Regions from separate parts of the Mus musculus genome. Here region 2 is linked to region 1. A link is a contact called in public Micro-C data. All regions are on one chromosome and are shown on one strand. Each heading gives the region's core, a stretch centred on a gene start, on an enhancer-like site or on the middle of the called end of the contact. The rest is flanking DNA. Distances are from core to core; before and after follow the strand shown. Region 1 has its middle 16 kb from the start of A930018P22Rik. Region 2 overlaps D430041D05Rik (RIKEN cDNA D430041D05 gene).

Region 1 (7,523 bases), core at 1,622-4,121:
ATTGGGGGGGGGGGGGATCTTGCCTGCTCTGCCCTTTGCCTTTTGGTTGACTACAAGACAGGGCCTACAGACACATAGGTGGACCAGCTCCTAGAATGTGACTCGGTGCATGAACAAAGCCAACCATATCCTTCCACTAGAAAATACCAAGGCACAGTCTGTTAGCAGCACATGTCCAAACCGAATGGTCAAGATCCAGATGAGCCGAGATGGGCTAATTCCAAGCGAAGCTCTAAGAAAGCAGGAAACGAGTAGGGAGAAACATGGAGAATAGAGAGAGCAGAGAGAAGGAAGCTTGGTTCTTGTGACACAACAGACAAGCAAATCGACCCTGACCTTTGTCAGTCCAACTTGGCAGCATCACCCAGCTGCTTTTCACTGCCCCACCCACAACTTGCTGAAATCCTTACAGGTCCTTACAAAAACTTCCCAGAGACTCAAGGAGCGTTTTTGATCAAGTGATGGTGCTACATCTGCTCGGAAGCATTGGGAGACAGTCTCTGAGCTGGAGAAGGCAAATGTACGCCCAAATTCTCCTGGTAGAGCAAGGACAACAAACTTATTCCAAAATGCAGTGTATTGGCTTCATTTCTGTTGCTGTCATAAAAAATATGTGCAACCCAAACGACCTTCGAGGAGAAAGGGTTTATTCTGGCTCACAGTTCCAGAGAGAGACAGTCCATCACAGTGGGGGAGGGATGGCAACAAGAACATGAGTCTAGCCCATCATGTATGTCAGCGGATTTAGAAGTAGAACCAACTATAAAATTTCAGTGCTCACCCACAATGCCGTACCTCCTCCTGCAACTATCTGCAAAATGTTCACTGATGTTAGTAGACGCTAGACACCAAAAGTGTTCATGTTCCCATGTCTCATGTTCATCTTAGCACCTGATCCCCGATGCAGGGGGATTTGGAGGTTGAACCATTGGACGTAACTATGTCCAGAGGTCCTCCTAGATAGAGAGGCCCCAGGGAACTCCCTCAGCCCTTTCACCATCAGTCAGGAAGCAAGCCTTAGGCAGATGCCCAACCTGTAGGTTCTCTGATCTTAGACTTCTCAGATCAGCTACAAGAACTAAATTCCTGCCATCTATCAGCCACCCAGCTTATGGTTTGGGGTTACAGCATCCCAAAGAGACCAAGAGAGTAGGAAGCAAGGCTCTGCGTCGCCCCATGACTATATGAAGGAGAGGTTGTGGTCGAAACTGGTTTGCACTGCTGGGCATTTTGTTCTGTCAACATATGTTAACATATACACAGGCATATAGCCAAATTTTGTGGCAGTGAGACCATGTGACTCACTGGAATGGAAATAAAGTTTGGTTAGGGTGACAGTTTTATTGCCACCCTGTCCTCCAAGCCTCTGGACTCTGAAGGGTCTTTGATGAACATATAGGAAGAGCTTCCTTACACCCCTTCTTCTCTTCATAACCTAGTGCATAACCTAGTGCTTCAGCCCTGGGGCTGAGCCTTCAGAAGACACATAGGGTCTGTAGAAGCTATTTCCCTTGAGGCTGTGTGATGCCTACCTGTGATGGTAATACCCAGATGCTTTGCTAACAGGACTTTTAGAAACAGCTGACTCTGAAACCCAGGGTCTTCCAGCAACTGGATGCTGAACTATATTTCTTAGACCCTGCCACAACTTGCAGGGATTCAAGAAGAGGAAGTGGGGGGCTGGTTTTAAGCTCTTGGGGGGATGTCCATTGTGTAAATCAAGTTTGTGGCTTCCAGAGGAAGGGCTTAGATAGTTTCAAGACTTGTCTTGAGTCTGAACTCTGCCAGGGTGCCCACGTTGTCTTATATGTTGACATCTAGGGGACTTGGGAACTTGCTACGCTCTCTGGTCGAGTCAACTGGACAAGCCGAGAGGCTTAAAAGTCACTCATGAGGCAAAAGAGTTTCAAGGAAGCTCTCCTCCTGGAGTCTAGCGCTCCCTACCCATACAGTAATTTTTCATTCCCGCGTTCCATTCCCGCGTTAGTCTAGTGTATGGATCCACGTGCTCTCTTTCATTTATTTTCCTATCATAAGTGCCTTTTAAGATTGAATTCTGACATAGCTAAAGCCGTCCGCCAGTGTTCCAACAGTCCTAGTTCGTCCTTAGCAAGACCTTGGGCTTGGAATTCAGTATTGCCCCTGGTATTACACTATCTCTTTGAGTAAAAGTTAGGTCACTGCCCTTCACAGGAATTTACCATCACTAAGGAAGAAAGAAGTTTCTGACCGTAGGAGAAACCAGAATAGATATTTAGAATTATAGCTGAGTTACACCTATATACAGGAATTTACAATGGTTTAGGAAGTAGATCCAGCTGTGGTTTTAGAGTATTGCATTATTCATGAGATGGTTAGCTAGAACGGAACTCCCTAGTTAGAACCATGACTTGGGTGTGAAAGCCCTTGCCCTAGGAGTGAAAAGTTCTCACACCTGGCTTCTAAGACTATAGCTGACCTTAGATAGGGCTGACTCTGTCTCAGTTATTTTATTGCCCAGTTCCTGCCAGTCTTTGCGTTTTCATTTCCTCTGTTCTGTGTAAGAGTCATTAAGCATCCGGTTACCTCATTTGTACCTTGTGGGTATGTCACCCAACTACCTTGTTGTCTTCTGCATAAAAAGTCTGATGTTCGATTTGAAAAATTACATTCAGATTCCACACAAACTCTCCTGCGTGTGTGTCTGTCTGTCATTCATCCACGCTTTGCCCACCCGCGTCGAGAGACCCCGTTCCACGCAGACACAGGGACACAGAAGGTCTGCGGCAGGAACTAACGTTTCTGTCTCTTTAAGGTTTTGTCTCTCACACTGGTAGATTCCAAATTGATCTTCTTGGTGACTCTTTTAGAATGGGTTTTAGTGAAGCAGAACCAGTAGCTAACAGCAGAAACCAAGGGCGACAACTGAGCAGAGGTTAACCCAAGGTTAACCCAAGAGGAGGGTTACAGGGCTGACTTTCCATGAGGGCTGTTTATGTCTGGCTGTGTTCATACACACACACACACACACACACACTGATTATTAATATTTTTACTTAAACTAAAATTCTCCAGCAGGCATCTTTCCTGTGGCCAGACAGCTAGTTCTCCCTCAGTTGAGCAAACATTTCCTGAGCACCACATCAGACACTGATGCCTAGGTGACAAGGGTTCCATGGGGAAGGGGGGGGTCACAACATCTGCCTGTCACAGAATTCATGGTCCAGGAAGATTGGCCCTGGAGACACAAAGCCCATCATAAAAAGGGCTTGCCACTTTTCTACTCCATGAAAGAAAGTCAAATCAAAATCAAAATCTACTTCTTTCTGCAGACACTTACATTTGGAACTGGACTTTTAGCACTGTAGTGTCATCTGATGGTATTACACACTTCTCCCTCTAAGTTACCTTTAGCCAATGAGGGGAAGACAGCAGAAGGGCACCCCCTCTCCATGGAGAGAGAACAAATTGCCAAACTGCCAAGAATATACAAAAGCAAATTTCAGAGCAGTCACCACTTAGTAAAATGAGGACAGAGATAAGCATCTTACTGTCCTACACAGTCTACATCAAGACTTCAGGAACCATAGAATTCATGAATGAAGCCACAACACGCAGTTACTACTTTAAAGTATCCATATTAATGGTGTGTCAATCAACGTTTATTAACTATTATTGTATGGTGTAGTGGTTGGAATGAGAATGGCCCCCATAGGTTCATATATTTAAACACGTGGTCTTCAGCTAGTGGAACTGTTTGGAAAGGATTAGGAGGTGTGGCCTTGTTGGAGGAGGTGTGGCTTTGTTGGAGGAGGTGTGGCCTTATTGGAGGAGGTGTTTTGAGGTTTCAAAAACCCATCCAGGTCCAGTGTCTCCCTCTTCTATCTACAAGTTGCAAATCAGATGTGAGCTCTTAGTTACTGCTCCAGCATCATGCCTGCCTGCCAGCCTGCCTACCTGCCTCCATTCTCCCTTCCATGATGGTCGTGGACTAACCCTCTGAACTGTAAGCAAGCCCCCAATTGAATGCTTCCTTATACAAGTTGCCCTGGTCATGGTGTCTCTTCACAGCAAGAGAAGAGTAACGGTGTCATGTGGGTTTGGGTTTTTAATCAGCCTCTGAAATATATACTCTGTGCAGCACATCTAAGCAGGTGAGCCGCTAGATCTTGGTGGTGAGACCATTCTTTATCACATTAGTCTGTTTAGCTTTCTGGAAATTGTGTTTGTTTTCTTCTTGGAAAATTTACATATGAAATAAAGCATATCCTCTCAATGGTAATTTTCCTTCCGAAGTGTCAGCAGAGATTTGTGCTTACAGCTTTTCTTCTCTGCATATTTCTCCAGTCTCCAAAGGAAAATATTTTAACAAGCATTTATAAAATCCTCAGAGTATTAGGCATGGCTATTGCATGAACTGATGTTGCTTGCTGTTTTGAAAATGATAGAATCCAGCCAAGCAGTGGTGGCACATGCCTTTAATCCCAGCAGAAGTAGGCAAAAGTAGGCAGAAGTAGGCAGAAGTCTGTGAGTTCCAGGCCAGCCTGGTCTACAAAGTAACAGCCAGGACAGCCAGGGCTACACAATGTAACCCTGTCTTGAAGGAAGAAAAGGAAGAAAAGAAGGAAGGAGGGAGGGAGGGAGGGAGGGAGGGAGGGAGGGAGGGAGGGGGGGGAGGGAGGGAGGGAGGGAGGGAGGGAGGAAGGAAGGAAGGAAGGAAGGAAGGAAGGAAGGAAGGAAGGAGAAAAAGAAAGGAGAGAGAGGGAGAGAGAGAGAGAGAGAGAGAGATTGATTCAGGGGCTAAAACTCTGGTTGCTCTTCCAGAGACCCTGGTTTTGGTTCCTCACAGCTGTCTGTAACTCCAATCCCAGCAAGCCAATGCCCTCTGCTGACCTCTGGGGATGCCAGTCACGCTCGTGGTTCTCAGGTAAACACTCATAAAATTAAAAATAAACCTTAAAAGGCAAAGGAAGACATAGAGTTGGCTCTAAGTTGGAAGGGGTCTGGGTGGAATATTACTCAGCTTTCTATTCCAAAGACACCACAAGTATAGGACCCTTGTAGATATGAAATTGCTTAAGTGGAGAGGGAGCTTCGGAAAGCCTGGTGTGTCAAATGAGAGGGAGTTGGGCTAGACAGGGAGTACTTCAGTTAACAGTGCTTGCTGCCCTGGCAGAGGACACAGTGAAAGTTCCCAGCACCCACAGAAGGTGGTTCATGACTGCCTGTAACTCTGGCTCCAGAGGATCCAACACCCTCTTCTGGCCTTGGTAGCTACCTACAGGTATGTGGCACACACAGAGAGACACACACATACACATAAATATAAACAAATAATAAATAAATAGAACGAGAGGACATGAAGTGGAGTGGAGAGGTTGGGAAGGATGGCGAGGCCTTTCATATAACTCAGTATCTGGACAGAAGTCAATGTCAGTACTCGGGGTGGCGAGGGAAGGAGACACCATTACTGATATTCTTCCTACTTATTTTTAGAGCTTAGTATTATTTTGATTTAAAAATCACACATGAGGTGATAAGCCACGGAAATCTTTTCAGTTTGGGGCCTAAAAACTATTTCACTCTGGCTCTGAATCTATTTTGTGGCCAATGGTCATACATGAAGTGGATCCCTACTGTGCAATTCAGTTTTCTGTTACTGTACCAAAATACCTAATGTAATCGACTTAAAAGGAGGAAAAGTTTATTTTGAATTTTGGCTTCAGAGGTTCAGTGTTATGCATCAATTGATCCTATTGCCTTGGCGTGTGGTGAGGCAGAGCAACATGGCAGGGCCCCTGTGGTGGAACCAAGCTATTCAGCTCATGGCTAGAAGTGAAACAAACAGGAAAGATCCCTTTTCTGAAATGTCCCTAATGATCTAAAACCACTAACCCACCTCTTAAAGTCTCCTCTGCTGTTAACACGCTGTCTGTGGAGAACATTCCAGACCTGAACCATTGCACCCACATCAAGATCTGGGACCTTCCAGATGGAGGTTTGAATTCCGCCTTTACTGCATTGTAGCTGTGTGACTTTGGGCAACGTATGTCCTGTCTCTGAGTCTTCACTTCATTGAGAAGCTTTCTCCAGAAGAGGACACTGTGGAGGGGGAGACAGAATGCGAAGCTTACAGCCTGGCATTTTGCGAGCATGGTGGTCACTGTAACTCACAAAGTTCTTCCAAGAATATTCCCGATAATGTGGATCTCTTTATTTTGCCAGAGCTGGTATGTCACCCATGGGTCACCTAGCAAAGACTCCTGTACTCAGCGCTACTGACCTATCCTCTGTGGATATGTCTTTTGTCCAAGAACCCAGGTGACCCATAAGCCAGCCAAGCAGAGAGGAAGCTAAGGACCCTGGGGAGAGGTAACGGTGCTGAGGAAGGAAAGCCTTCTACCACTCATCAGTGTGGGGAGAGAGGGATCCGATGCAGCTCTCTCCAGGGCCCTACATTCTGCTTGTGGTGATGCCTCCCATCACTCTGGGAGAATTCTTCTGTGTACTCAACTCCCCAGGGCACTCCAGCAACCTCATGGAACAGCTGGCTTTGCTATATCAACAGGTTGGGCACAGTCATCAGGCACAGTCTGCTTTGTTCAAACAGCATGGGTCACAGCCTCAATGTCACGTGGTGAGCCAGTGGGAAATAAGATCCTCTTGAGAACATGCCTGGGCTTCCTACATTATCTGCTCAGGGGCAATGTGTAAGGTTTGGTTTTGCTTCTGTGATGAATCTCTGACATCATCCCTTACAAGAGGAAAGATTTCTTTTTTTTTTTTTTTTTTTTTTTTGGCTCTGGGTTCCAGGGGCTTCAGCCCATGGTTAGCTGGTTCTATCACCATGAACCTCAGGGAGGGTTGAACAGCTTGCCTCGTGGTAGACAGAATGAGTAGGATGAGCAGAAAAGGGTCAGAGAAAACTATCCCTCAAAGGCACACACCCCCAGTCCCTACCTCCTCCAACCAGTCCTCGCCTTGCACAGGTCTGCACCCTTCTTAAATAGTCTATTCAGACTTTAAGTCTATCAGTGGTTAACTTACTGATGAAGACAGGGACCTCATGACCCTGTCACTTCCCCCAAACTTACTTTTAAGCATTACTGGTATGGAGGACTCAAGACGTCTGTGAATGGGCATCCTGAGAGGATGTTTCATACCCAAACCGTAATACTCCATGTGGTTTACAGTAGAGTCCTGCAATTGAGAGGATCCCTGCCCATCCTTGCTTTGGAACCCAGACCTGGTAGTGTGTTATTTATTCATGAAAACATTCTCCATCTTTGTTGGTAGATATGGGCTAAAGGGAACAAAAAGAATAGTTTGGAACAACTTATCAATAAATTAACTGAGATGCAAGGCTTTGAGGTGGCCCGGGCTCATCACAGATGTATGCTGCCTGGTGTGTATATAAGCAAGGGTCTGAACACATCTTACTGGTAGGTAGGGGTGGTAAATATGAATGAGATATGACTCTTTTCACTTGTTTGGGGTTTGGAGGGACAGAATCACTATATAGCCCTAGCTGACCTAGAACTCTC
Region 2 (7,523 bases), core at 2,393-4,892, 190 kb before region 1:
AGTTGGAGGTCACAAGGCTACGTGTTAGTGCCATGCTGAGAAGCTGGCTTACTTCTCTACAGGGTTTTGTTTTTTATTGAGGCGTCACTTTACTAGATATATGTTAGGAGTTTGGGGGAAATTTTAACTAGGTCTTTCCAAGAAACAGGATCAGTGGAAACTCATGTTTAAAATGACCTAAGAATTACCAGAATTAATAATCAGCAGTGGCTAGATCTGTAAGTGATGGTCAGGATAAAGACGTCATTTCTCAGGCCAGGTGGGAGCTGTGTTATGGGGCAGATAAAGGTATTCAATTACTGACCAAGGGGACCCCTCTTTAGTTGGCTGAGAGGTTTCATGATGGATGTGGATTGAAAATGAAGAGAGGAGAAACGAAACTCAGTTTAATAGGTGACTTATAATTTGAGCAGGGAACAAAATGGCTTTTTCAGTTTTACAAAGCTCATATTGATGGCCTAATTTACCTTTCCCCAAGGGCAGCTGAGCTTTGCTGGAGGTGGGGGTTGTGGGACTATCATAACGATCTGTGTGCACCTTCAGCTGCCTATTCCATGCATGCACATTAATGAGAGTGTAATTAGCTTATTGAATGTACTGAACACGGTAGAGCTCCTGTAAGGAGGCTATTTTGCCACTCGTTTGTCCCCCTTTTCTATTTGTGTATGCTGTGCACGATTGCATATGTATGGGCACACATTGTATGCACGCATGTGGAGACCTGGGGTTCATGTCAGGACCAGTCATTGGTCAGCCACTCACACAATTTCTGTGCCACCTTTACCCCAGTGCATCATGTTGGCAGGACAGATTGTAGGTGGAAGGTCTTGAGGCTGGGTTGGTGTTTTAGACCCTCCCCTGGAAGAATTGTGCTGAATCAAGCCCATGTACACCAGGGAAGCACTCAACCAATTGAGACGTATCTCCAGCCTAGTCCCCTCTTCTTCTCTCTTTATAAGTCTTTTTTTTTTTTCTTCTGTGATGTTAAGGCTCAAACCCAGGGCCTCATGCATGTGAAACAGGCACTCTCCCCACTGAGTTATGTCTTCAAAATTATAGAGTTAAGTGTTAATATTGAGAGTCTAAGACCGAGACCTGGGGAAACAGTGGGCCTGAAAGTGACAGCTGGCACGGTAGGAAGGCACTATAAGGATTCTAACATTTTCTTTTTAATAATTCTGGATCTCCCAGTTTTGATTGCAGTTGCCAGCTGTTACAAAATGGGCTTTTTAAAAAATGCATAAATGTGGGCATTTGGATGTTAGTGCAGGGGGTGTCTCAACATTCCAGCAACTGAAATTGATAATCATGATGAAGAGTGTCAGGCTTCACTGGCCAGTCCAGACACTGTGCTCCTGCCCCTGGGGGGGGGGCGGTGCTGTGACAGTGTCACATTCATAACATTCATATGCATTTGGGTTTATTCACCCTCTCTCTCCCTCCCTCCCTCTCTCTCTCTCCCTCCCTCTCTCTCTCTCTCTTTCTCACACACACACACACACACACACACACACACACACACACGACGCTGCCCCCCCTTTATCATGAGTTTGTTTTGAGAGAGCGTGGCAGGTTCTTCTGAAGTGTGCTTTGTGGCAACTACTCTGGGAATGATTACACATTAGATGTTCTTACTGGACAGATCTGCCTCCTAATGTCACGTTGCCTTTGGCTACTTCTTTGTGTGCTGTCTCACACAAGGCCTGTGTATGATGATTGGAGAGTTTGCTTAGAACAACAATGTCCTATTAGTAGCATGACATAGTACTTCTCATTTGTCACAATTGTGGAAGGAGTTGGGGACCTGAAGCAGCAGTGTCCTGGAGGATATGAGAAACTGATTGTGATTCATGGTGTCCCCATTTCACATAATCCATCAAACCTTTCCCTACTCTGGGTTGTAGAAACATCTCCATCCTACCTGCTCCTTGTATCTTTATTTTGTCTCTCCCTCAGCAGCCCAAAGCACATCCCCACCCTGGTCAGGCTCCTCACCATGCCCTCTACTCACCAGAGCAGTTCCTTTCAAAGAAAGTGGTTAAAACATTTGACTCAGGAATCATGGCTGCCTTGGGTGGGGCTTACACATTACCCTAACGGCAAGGACCAGGCAGTCCTTGGTTCTTTGGAGAAGGCCCTCCACTCTACAGGAGTAGAAGTAGAAAACTGGCTTTTCATTGGTGACCTTTGGTGGGAGGGATTGGGAGCCTGAGGCTAAGGTGAGGGGGGAGGGGAAACAGGTGAGCACGTGGTGTGCACCTGATTTTGAGGAGATTGGTTGTTACACAGCAGGGCAGCCCAAGCCTGGTGTCCTGATGATGGATTGTGGGTAGGAAAAGGTTCTGTTGGACAGATCTTATATGGGTGTGTTCCTGTAGATGGGGGTGAGTGTTAGTGGGTTCCTGGTATATCAGAGCCATCTGCTGGTTAAAAACATCCGTGTGCTAACACATCCACTGCTTGCTTGATTCTCTGTATGTCCACTGGTTTGATAGACGTGAGCATGTCTATGAATGTGAATATGTGTGTAAATATGGCACTCGTGACATAATGCTGGTTACAGGAAGATTTATGCATACAGAAGGGGCGTCAGCTTTGGGAAAGGATAGCTAATTAAAAGGATCGTTCTTACCTCTTGTGCTTCTGCTGAAGAACACAAGCAAAAATCCCCTTTAAGCGTTGACATTTAGTGCTTTGCAAGGACTGGTGAGGGTGTGAGGAAAATGGGGTTCCTTGTTTTTGCTGTGTGACATGGTTAAAAATGCATATTTGCATGCAGAGAAAAATACTCTGGGAGGGACAGACACCAAGATGTCACATATAGTTGTCTTGGCAAAGAGGGGTTATTGGATAGTAATTTTTTCACTTATTTATTTCTATTTTTAAAACTTTTCTGCAGTGAAATTTCATACTTAAATATAAGCAGAATAACATTAAGCTGATGTGGAGGATCCATCTATATACGTAATTCTCCATTTCTAGAGAATAATCATTCTACTTCATGTTTCCCAAAGAAATGCTTCCCCCCCTCCATGGAAAAGTATAGGTCACCTTTTCAATAAAAGGGAAGTCAGTATTCAAAGGGTGTTAGGCCAGCCATTCAACAATGTCTGCTGTGTGACTAGGATCTATGGTATGCCCAGCTCCTTCCACACATGCGCAATGACAGCAACATCACATCTCCACTTATAAACGACTACAAAGAGCTTCACCCAGATGTTCGAAGCACTGAGGCAGGTGATCGATAAGCTAGGATTTGAGCAATTAAATGACTCGACTCTAAAGTTTGACCCTCCTTCCACACCAGCCTGCCCGCTGCGGCACACAGGCATCGGAGCACTGAGTTTGTAGGTACTCTCTGAACCTGGAGATTCCCCAGACATTTAGTTCTCTCTCATACCTGAACAGGAGACTGGCTTACACCTGTGCAGCCTCTGCTCCCAAAGGGCCTGAGTGTCACTATTGTTAAATGAATTATAGGGTAAGAATAATCTACCCAAACAGTAAAATCCACCAACATTTATAGAGTATACACCACATGCCAGATGTGCTAAGTCTTTTATGCGAACTCTCTCTGTAATTCATAAGAGCCCTGGGAGGTAGATACCATTAAACTTTACAGACATGTTACTACTGAGGCATGTAGAGAATTCAGCTTGTCTAGGGTCACCCAGCTAGAGAGTCTTCCAGCTGGCTATAAGCCTTAGGCTGAGCTGTCTGTCTCGTCAGTCTAAAACGCTGAAGAAAATCAGATTCTGCCTTACTGGTTCATGATGGCTGAGCCTCTCCCAAGCTAGGGCCAAAACCATGGAGACTTTTCTGAAGACAGGATGGTGTACGTTTAATTCCACTGAATGTCTGGATCATTTAGCCTGCTACCAATTCCTACTTAAAAATCAGAAGACTGTGCAGGCAGCTTACCAATCAGCAGGGTATTATGTACAATCTAATAGCTCTGTTTCCAGTAAAAAACTGGATAGCTATCAGTAATATTTAGGAAAGGTGATTACAGTAACATTATCGACTTCTTTGAACGTTTGGTTTCTGCCATGGAATGGACTTGTAAGGTGGCTTTCTTGACGATAGGATCTTTGTCATGGAAAGTGGTCTTCACTACTGTATATTTATACATTAGCCTCCTAATTGCTCCTTGGGCGTCTCAGTAAAAGCGTCTGTATATATCCCTATGCAACATCAGTTTTGTACTAGGGTGAGCTTTCAATTTCCTGAGAAAATAGTTGTTGTTTTTCTCAAATAATGAGAATTATTATGATCAACTTATGTCTGTCTTTATCATCACCCCGTGTATATTTTTACTTTATTCGCCAGGAGCCAGCAGTGGGAAGAGACAGTGCCCTCAGTGGTTAGAGGCCTGAGCTCTCTGAGTATTAGACTGGTGAGGTACAAAGGTACTGGTTAGGTACTTGTGGAGTTTCTCATTTACTTTAACAAAACACTTGGCAAATGCAACTCAAGGAAGGGGCAGTCTCTTTTGGCTCATGGTTTGAGTGGAAGGAAGGCATGGTGATAGAGCCAGCATTAGGTGTCACTGGAATGTGAGATGGCTGAACACACTGCATCCGAAGTCAGGAACCCTGCTCACTGATACCCATCTGAGACCCCAGTCTATGGTATGGTGCTGACAATGTGGATCTAAAGGCTGCTCTTCCTCAGCTAAACCTCTCTGGACATAGCTTTATGAGCCTAGATGTGCGTCTCCCAGATGATTCCACATACAGCCAAGTTGACACTGAAGATTAAACGCCATACCCAGACCTGCATTTCACTGACCTCCAGCAAGGGCCTTCTTTGTCTTGCAGTTTTCTTACACATATAATGAAAGTTAGTGCTACATTTGCTTGGTTCTCAGACCCACTTTCTTTAAACATTTTTAACATCTCTGAAATCCAAATGTTCATCATGGTTTAATTAACACATCTTTTTCTTTTTAATGATGCCTTACATTGATCTAAATGCAGTACCTCCCTCTTTGGGCTATTCTAAGAACTATGTGAGGTACCATATATAAAAATCGCTTGGCATGTGAGCGTCATGAAATGCCACTGCCTTCCTTTTCACACCCAGTCCCCGGAACCACACTCAGCTTCGCTGTTGACTCATGGTTCCCTCTTAGCCATTCTCCCCTTTAGAGTTAAACTCTGTCCGTTTTGTTCTAGCCAGTGTGAGTAATTCGTAGCAAAAGAAGTGGATGGTGTGGTCATATATATTAGTGTTGGTTACCACCAAACCACACCCAGAATCATAGGTAATAAAAATACTAAAGACCAACCCCACTGAGAAGGAGCAGCCAAGCCCGCAGCTGTGTTGCCCAGGATGAGAAGGTGACAGGCAAGCATCTGTGATCAGGCTAAGCTAAAGGCTACCACAGAGGATTGACTGAGCTCAAATCCAGGATTATTTTTCTGACTGATAATCGTAGATCATAGAGAACCTGACTTTTTTTCTGCTTGGGTAAGTATGACAAAGAAGACTGTCTCATGTTAGCTTATATTACTGTCTACGGCATCTGATCCAAACAATGCCTTTTCTCTTTAAACAATTACTTTATTCTTCTTGTTTAGTACCTCAGTAGCTGCTGATGGGATCATGCCAACTCTACCTATTATTGTTGTTATTGTTAATAATAATGATAATAATAATAATAATAACAATAATTTTGAAACAGGGCAGTGTATAGTAGAGGACCTTGGACCTCTGGTCTTCCTACCTCTACCTCCTGAGTGATAGGATGATAGTCATAAACCACTAGGCTTAGTTTTTTTGGTGCTGGGAATTGAACCCAAGGCCTTGAGCATGTCAGGGAAGCTCTCTTAACTGAGCCACCTCCCCAATCCTTGCCTATTGTGATAAGTTGGAACTGTTGAAAAGTCTCCAGTTTGCTCCAGAGAAAGTGTTAGAACCATTTTCTCTCTGTGGGCTATATTTCTGGAGTTCTATGCTAGTGCCATGTGGGAAGGGGATGAATCAATTGAAAGGATGGAGAAATATTAATTTAGTCCCCACCCTGTGCCAGACACTTGGTTGGCACACCCTCATGTTTGATCCCTGCGATCGTTTGTTTTTTTTTTGTTTTTTTTTTTTTTTTTGAGCAGACATCTTCTTTTTCCAAACGAGAAAGTTGCCCAGGAACTCATTCATCCAGCTGCAAGTGCTGGGTCAGTGATTTAAAAGAGGGCCATCCAGACTCCACAGACCATAATCTTTTCATTACTTTGGCTCACAGCTGGAGGGTATGAGTTTATTCTGGAGATAAAGACGAGGCGGTAAGAGTAGTTCCAGATGTGTGGTGAATGGACAGCCTACCACACTGCATCCCAGCCTCTCACCTGGAAGCTCTCTCTCTCTCTCTCTCTCTCTTTCTCTCTCTCTCACACACACACACACACACACACACACACACACACACACTCTCTCTCTCTCTCTCTCTCTCTCTCTTACATTTGTTCTATGTCCTCTGCCATTTTATCATTCGTTTTTCCATCTGTGCCTTTGGGCATTCATTCATTCATCCATCCATTCATTTACTCATTCATTCATTCAACCAACAAGCATTTATTGATTGTCTACTGTGTGCCAGATATCACACAAATATACAAAAAGTGAGCTAGATTCTGTCTCCCTTTACATCCGTGTTGGTGATATGTCTTAGCATGAATAACTGCTGAGTGCTCTCTTTCTCGGTTTGTCCCTGTGTGTGACTTTCTCTCCTCCTTCTTCCTCCCCACCCCCCAATGTCCTTTGTGAATCTGCACTGTTTCTCTGAGTGCTATTCACCTCTTGACATGTGTTAACATCCCCATCCTGTGTTGTTTTTCTACACTGCTTTTTCCAGATACACATCTGAGTAGATCATTTCCTGCCTCAACTTTTCTGATGACTTCTGACAGCTTTATGACAAAGCCTGGACTTCTCACCAAGGCTTTTGAGTCTCTTTTGGGTCCTCATAATTCTCCCTATTTTGGCCAGCTCAATTCTGCTGCGTGGGACTTCCATGATGCTGTTAAGGTTCAGCCCAGCCTTCTTAATCCAGAATTTGCTCTGCTTCCAAGTCTTTGATGGAGCTCCATTGATCTTCTTGCAAATCTCAAACAACCAGCCCTACTGCACTCTATGTGCTTCTGAGCTGTGGTCCTTTGTCCCACGTGGTCTTGTCTGAGACAGCTTTCTCTTCCTCCCCTTCAGCTCTCGACTGTCTCCTTTCTTCTGTCACTTCACATGGAAAGAGTTCTCTGACAGCAAAGCCTTGTCAGGAAGTCCTACTGTTTGCTTCTATCCCTCATGAATGACCCAGGTATCGCATTTCCTACAGAGTTTTCCAACCTCTCAGAGACTCATTTCCTATAGATGCCTAATGGGCAGGTGCTTGGCCTGCTTCTGTATTGACTCCTCAGCAGCTGGCTCTTTGACCCCACACATAATAGGAGCTTGATAAACATCATGGGATGGATAGACCATAAATCCAATACACCAATATGAAGCAACCAGGAAGCCTTTATACTGAT

What was found. Hi-C and Micro-C count contacts between places; a contact is called where the count stands out from the background.
Region 2: a contact with region 1 is called in a Micro-C map of trophoblast stem cells, with 5 times the contacts expected there. The contact joins two enhancer-like sites. A contact is called at or near these places in 2 of 39 promoter capture datasets (hippocampal neurons and stem cell-derived epiblast-like cells), 2 of 15 datasets of contacts at CTCF or cohesin (CD8 T cells and the NIH/3T3 cell line), 15 of 484 Hi-C or Micro-C datasets (the G1E-ER4 cell line, Th1 cells, bone marrow-derived dendritic cells and 10 more), 4 of 115 datasets of contacts at active chromatin or transcription factors (embryonic stem cells, kidney and oligodendrocyte precursor cells) and 1 of 9 other capture datasets (embryonic stem cells).

What each region holds. Positions count from the first base shown.
Region 1 is chr2:104,135,164-104,142,686 of GRCm38.p6, reverse strand. No RefSeq gene overlaps it. Among named protein-coding and RNA genes, the nearest start is that of A930018P22Rik, 16 kb to the right of the region's middle. Within about 2 kb of position 2,871, at least 2 of the 459 cell types and tissues checked have an H3K27ac peak or open chromatin away from gene starts, as enhancers often do. A contact at or near this core is called in trophoblast stem cells, where this site is marked.
Region 2 is chr2:104,329,025-104,336,547 of GRCm38.p6, reverse strand. The region is part of intron 1 of D430041D05Rik (RIKEN cDNA D430041D05 gene); the gene reads left to right. Among named protein-coding and RNA genes, the nearest start is that of D430041D05Rik, 78 kb to the left of the region's middle. Within about 2 kb of position 3,642, at least 4 of the 459 cell types and tissues checked have an H3K27ac peak or open chromatin away from gene starts, as enhancers often do. A contact at or near this core is called in trophoblast stem cells, where this site is marked.